Linked DNA regions of Triticum aestivum: region 1 is linked to region 2. Evidence: chromatin contacts called from public Hi-C data. All regions are on one chromosome and are shown on one strand. Each heading gives the region's core, a stretch centred on a gene start, on an enhancer-like site or on the middle of the called end of the contact. The rest is flanking DNA. Distances are from core to core; before and after follow the strand shown.

Region 1 (2,700 bases), core at 129-2,628, 72 kb before region 2:
AGGGTTTAGCCCTAGGTAGATCAGGGCCTCCCTCGTCGTCGCGGCGACTCGGGCATTGGTTTCCTCCTGATGTGTGGCGGCGGTGAGGGCGGCGATGCTCGCTGCTTCGTCCCTTACGTTCGACGCGTGCCTCCGGTCCTTCCTCTTGGCCGACTGCATGGCCCACTACTCGGGCGTCAGCTGCCTCTTCTTCTTGGTGCGCGGGGGGGGGGGGGGGGGCGTGGGGCTTGCCTTTTCCTGAGGGGACGGAGGTGAGGCCGGACGAGGCGAGGCCGGCGGCGGCATCGTCCATGGCGAGCGGCCGGGAGGTTTTGGGAAAGTGGAGGGGAATGGTGATCGTTGTGCCACCGACTGGCGGGCCAAGGGAAGAAGTAGGCACACATCACACGCGTCCGTTTCATGTCCGCGCCGTCGCAAATCAGACTCAAAATTGAGCCGGGGATGGGTCGGCAGACGGACGAAAAACGGACGTGCGTTCATTTGGGTCGGCACGTTGGGCCGGCTTTTCTGTCCGTGACGATCCAGACGGACACATGCGGACAAAATGGTTCGGCGCGTTGGAGTTGCTCTTAAGACTGCAGGCAAAGGCAAAATCCTCCAAGATATTTTGGATCGATGAGCAGAAAAAGATCAGTAAAGTAAAAGTAGGCCCGCCTTGGCGTCCTCATTGGCCCTCAGTCTACTCACGCTGGACCGAGGACCGCGCTGCACGACGATTGGCAGAGCGGCGGCATGGTATCGGACAGCGAAGGTTTCGTGCTGAGCACCGCGGGGGGTACATAGCCGCGCCATTGGACATGAAAACTACGTACACTTGCGTCGTGGGTGGAGTGAGATGGTGGTAAAGCAAGCTGAAACACACCGGATAACAGGAATTAAATACCCCATCTCTGTGCTAGTGGTAAGCATAAGATCCGTTTGCTTGGAGAAAAATGCCGATGCCGATGGTGCGTTCCGGCGGCGGCTACGTGTAAGGGAGCGCCCGGTGCAACGCAACGCAATGCAATGCCCAGTGGCAGGCAGGGCCCAGGATGTGTACCCCTGCATTATATTTTTGGAGTTAGTCTTTGGTGAGGGACGTCCGTTAGGTAGGCGTTCACTAGCTGGGCTGTACGACGTGTTCGAAAAAAGAAGCTAGACTGTACGACGACGCAACGGGATTAATTGGCGACCTGGCTGGATTGTGGATTCAGTGCCAAGATTCTTGGTTCGTTCAGCGGGTCGGGGTCGAGGTTGAAACGCGGTGGGGCAAGTGGTAGGGAATGGTCCGATGAACCGCGTCTCTCTCCGGGCCGGCGGGGCTGGTGTCGTCCCTTTCGACCGGCGCCCGGAAGTCTACAGCGAGTGCCTGACGTGGACGCCCCGGCCGTCGCTGTGCCTCCATGGACCACGCTCCCCTCCGATCGATACCCCTCCGGTTCCTCCGGTCTGGTATGAGCACGGCCGTCTACACACGTGCTTTCGCAGTGCTTGTCACGGAAGTAATACCTGCATCGACACCGAGCTGAGTCCGTGGACAAGTTTACTCTAGGTCTCTAGCCATGGAAAATCCGGGCATCTCGTTGATGAATGATGAACAGGACTACCATCGGCCCAAATTAATCACTCTGATTAATCGCTGGACAATCGAGCGCGGCCGCTAGATCTCGGGCCGATCGGCACAGCGCGGTTCATGAACGAACGAACGGAGACGAACGTGGCGCTCCCGGGCTCCATGAGCCGGTGGAGATCCGCGTGAGCAAGCAATGGCCGGCGGGCATACGCAATCTCACGGGATCGCTGCGCACATCCTCATCGACCGATCGCTCCGTATCGTATGGACACAGTAAAGGCGTGAGAAATCCGTAGTAGCAACACATAACAAGATACAGTAGCGATCGGTTCGACCTAGGATGCAACAGCCTACGCTGGGTGTGCGTTCCAGCGTCGCGATCCACATTACGAGAAGTAGAAAATCTGCACCGCCGTCTCCATCGCAAGCCGCAAAGGGGGCACGGCAAGTTATGAACACATGTGCAGTCTCCTTCACCTGGAAATATACTGGACCATACGCACGGGAGGTACAAATTGCAAGGCTTCTTGGTGAGTCCAGCCGCCAGGAGTACAGACACGGCTCCTTCGTCTCAGAACGACCAACGTACGTACGGTGCCCCTGAAGATCGACCTGTATATAACGACGGGTCAGTATCCTCCTCCCTGAAGATCGGCTTGGATCGTGAGGCTATACGCGATCCTGGGCTGGTACAAGTATCCGGACTTCTCCGTTTCAAAAAAAAAAAAAAAGTATCCGGACTTCCGGAGGGAGGAGGATGCAACGGTGACGCCGGGTCGACGTAGCGGAGGAGGAGCAGATGCCCGCGATGGCAACCGGACGAGAAGGTTTCGTGCGCAGGTGAGGACATGGTGCAGTGATGCATGGTGTCGACATGACGACATTGTGGTATTGCACACACTATGTGCGCAAAGAAAACGTGTTCTCCTAAACACCAGGTATGCACACTGTTCTTTTTATTGGAATGGGTACAGTGTTGTTGATTTGTAGTCCCCCTCATCTATGCTCTCTGATACTCACCCGGATTCACAAAAAAGTGGTGCGCACGCTTTCGACATATTTTTAGTGCAAGTTTTAAAACTTTGTATGCAACTATCATTTTGGGTATTGTAAGTTGAGACTTGAAGATTATAGGCACATATTTTTCT
Region 2 (2,700 bases), core at 28-2,527:
CGTTTTTCCTTTCGGTATTCTCTTTTACTTTTATTTTTCTTCTTCTTCTCTTTACTGTGTGTTATCTCAAAAGTTGACCTCTTATTAAAAAAATGTTCATCGTATATTAAAAAAATGGTTCGCCATACATTATGAAAAGTTCACTATGCATTACGAAAATATTCATCATGTATTACAAAAATGTTCATCGTACATTTAATAAAATGTTCATCTGTATTACAAAAATGTTCACTGTATACTTGAAAAATGTTCAGCGTATATCATACAAATGTTCAATGCCTATTTAGCAAAAATTCAGTATATATCAGAAAAATTTTCATCATATATTGAAAAGATGTTCAATGGTTGAATTTATTTGTTTTTTATCTGTCGCCGCGCTTAGTTATTAAACATTTTCGCACCCATTTAATCACTAGTATTGGTCAGCTCAACTGGGAAAGAAAACTTACAGTATAACGTTGGTCGCTCGTTTGATTCCTCGACTCAGCATCCTTTTTTGCTAATTTAATTTGCAGCTCGCAGTGAAGCCACCGAATTCCCAAAGAATGTTCGTGTTTTTTAAAACTTGTTTGTTTCTAGAAAAGGTTAGATTTTTCAAAAATTCTTTGCATTTTAGAAAACTGTTTGGGATTTGCAGAAGTTGTTCGTTTTTAAAAAGTGGAATTACAAAGATTTTTAACATTTTTTAATAACAGGGACATAATATGGAAAATATTGCGGCATTTCAAAACTGTTCGCAATTTTCCAAATCTCAACCCTATTGTGTGTTCTTATGTAGTTTCACGTCTTCATATTTAGTAGGCGTTGTCTGGTGGAGTGGCTAGCGGCTTGTGCAAGTCATGGGGTCGAATGCTCGAGCGCCCAATTGTTTTTCTGATATTTATTTAACATGTAGTCTAAATTTCTTTCCTTATATGATATTGTTGTCGTTTTTGTCTTTGTTGCTTGACGTGTTTTTGTGCTTGTCGCTTTGAGAAAGCTAAGTACAGTTGCATTTTCTTTAATGCAAGTTACACGTACATTACATACACTGGCCGATTACATCGTGCAAGAGTCTACGTATTTGATCATGTAGCTAGCTAAGAGCATCTCTAGCCGGCCTCCAGGACCATTTTTTGGCCGCCGGCATCTAAATTTTCGCCCACTTATGATCCGAAGAGCCCAGATTTCGCCGGATTTGGCCAAAGTTAGAGCCGGCGGTCACAGGCCACACCCAGCTCATCGGGGGGCGCTTGGGGGCAGAGAGAGAAGATGTTGCATGTCCTTTGGCCCACAGTCAGCCTCCCACTCCCTCTCTCTCCACCCTTTTTCTCCGGACCCCACCCACATGCAGCCCATTCTTCCACGCCTATGTGCAGCCTCCACTTCAACCACCACCATCACCCACAAATGCAGCCCCTCATCGTCCTGCTCCTGGCGTCGCCGGTGCTCTGCCGCCACCCCGCGCCCGCGGCGACCTCTCCCACGCCCTCACCGCCGCCTCCAGTCCCTCGCCGCTACCGGTCTCCCTGGTGCTCGCCCGCACGCGCTGCAACTCGGCCCGGGCGGCCGCGCTGTCTACCCGCACCATCGTCTCCAGTCCGGGGGCAGCAGCGAGTACTTCTCCCGCGTTGGTGTCAGCCGTCCCACAGCGCCTCGACGGGCGGTGCTGTTCTCCATGGCGCCCGCGGTGGCCGCAGTCCCTGAAGCAGGAGCTAGAGCGGAGTGCGAGGCCGCGCGCCGGAGCGGCCCCAACACGGAAGCGTGCGCGAAGCCGCGGCCCAAGGGAATATTGAAAGTGCAGGAGCAACCTCGACAGGAGCGGCCGGCTGGTCGGCAGCCCGAGGACCCGGAAGACGCAGCAGGTGGTGTCGGGCGGGCTGGACGCAAGCCGGCGGCAGAGCATGGAGGAGGTGCTGCGGGAGCGTGGACGGGAGCAGACATCATCGGGCTGCAGAACGTGTGCGCCGAGGAGGAGCGCGGGATGCGGCCGCTGTCGGAGCTGGCGGGCGCGCTGGGCATGCGCGCCGTCCTCTCCATGGTCACCCCATGAGTCACTCTTGCGTCCACGCTCGCCGGGGTCCTCACCGGGCACGAGGACGGAGCGGTGGCGGTCGAGCTCGGTGGGCGCGTGCGTAGTGCGTTCGTCGGTTGGGTGGGAGGACGACTGTAAAAATTGTTGACCCCAATGCAAAAAGTCCGTCGGTGCCTCCCCAGGAGGCCCCTGAAGGGCACAACGGCTGGAAATGCTTTAACCTTGCAAATGTAGAGGTCCGGAGCAGTTCCCGTTTACATTTCATTGACTCGTACATATATCTGAACGTCCGCACGTCAGTTCTGAATACGCGTATATATACCGGCGGCCTGGCAGACGCACATTATACTTCTCCGAATGCCCGAATACTTGACTAGTGCATGCATGCACCAATATAGTCTGGGCTGGCCGTAGCGTGTTAAATATGATTGAGTTCTACTACTATGTACATGCACGTATATGCAACGGAGCTAGTAGACGGGATTTCATATCTCTATCTTTCCGTGAAGATCGGAACAAACGCTCACGCGTTGCCTATCTCCCTTCCCTATAAATACAGAGGCACAACCGCACAAGGCCATTCGCAGAACTCATGCACGGTTGGAGAGGGGAACCATACATTGTTCACAATATCCATCTATTCGCCAACGCCCACACCCATCCATCACTTGCATCTCGCGGAGGTA

What was found. Hi-C and Micro-C count contacts between places; a contact is called where the count stands out from the background.
Region 1: a Hi-C map of leaf shows a contact between it and region 2, with 3 times the contacts expected there. The contact joins two enhancer-like sites. A contact is called at or near these places in 3 of 5 Hi-C or Micro-C datasets (leaf and an unstated tissue).

The regions. Positions count from the first base shown.
Region 1 is chr4A:35,572,444-35,575,143 of IWGSC CS RefSeq v2.1, reverse strand. No RefSeq gene overlaps it. Among protein-coding and RNA genes, the nearest start is that of LOC123084948, 21 kb to the right of the region's middle. Within about 2 kb of position 1,378, at least 2 of the 8 cell types and tissues checked have an H3K27ac peak or open chromatin away from gene starts, as enhancers often do.
Region 2 is chr4A:35,500,273-35,502,972 of IWGSC CS RefSeq v2.1, reverse strand. No RefSeq gene overlaps it. Among protein-coding and RNA genes, the nearest start is that of LOC123084947, 39 kb to the right of the region's middle. Within about 2 kb of position 1,277, at least 5 of the 8 cell types and tissues checked have an H3K27ac peak or open chromatin away from gene starts, as enhancers often do.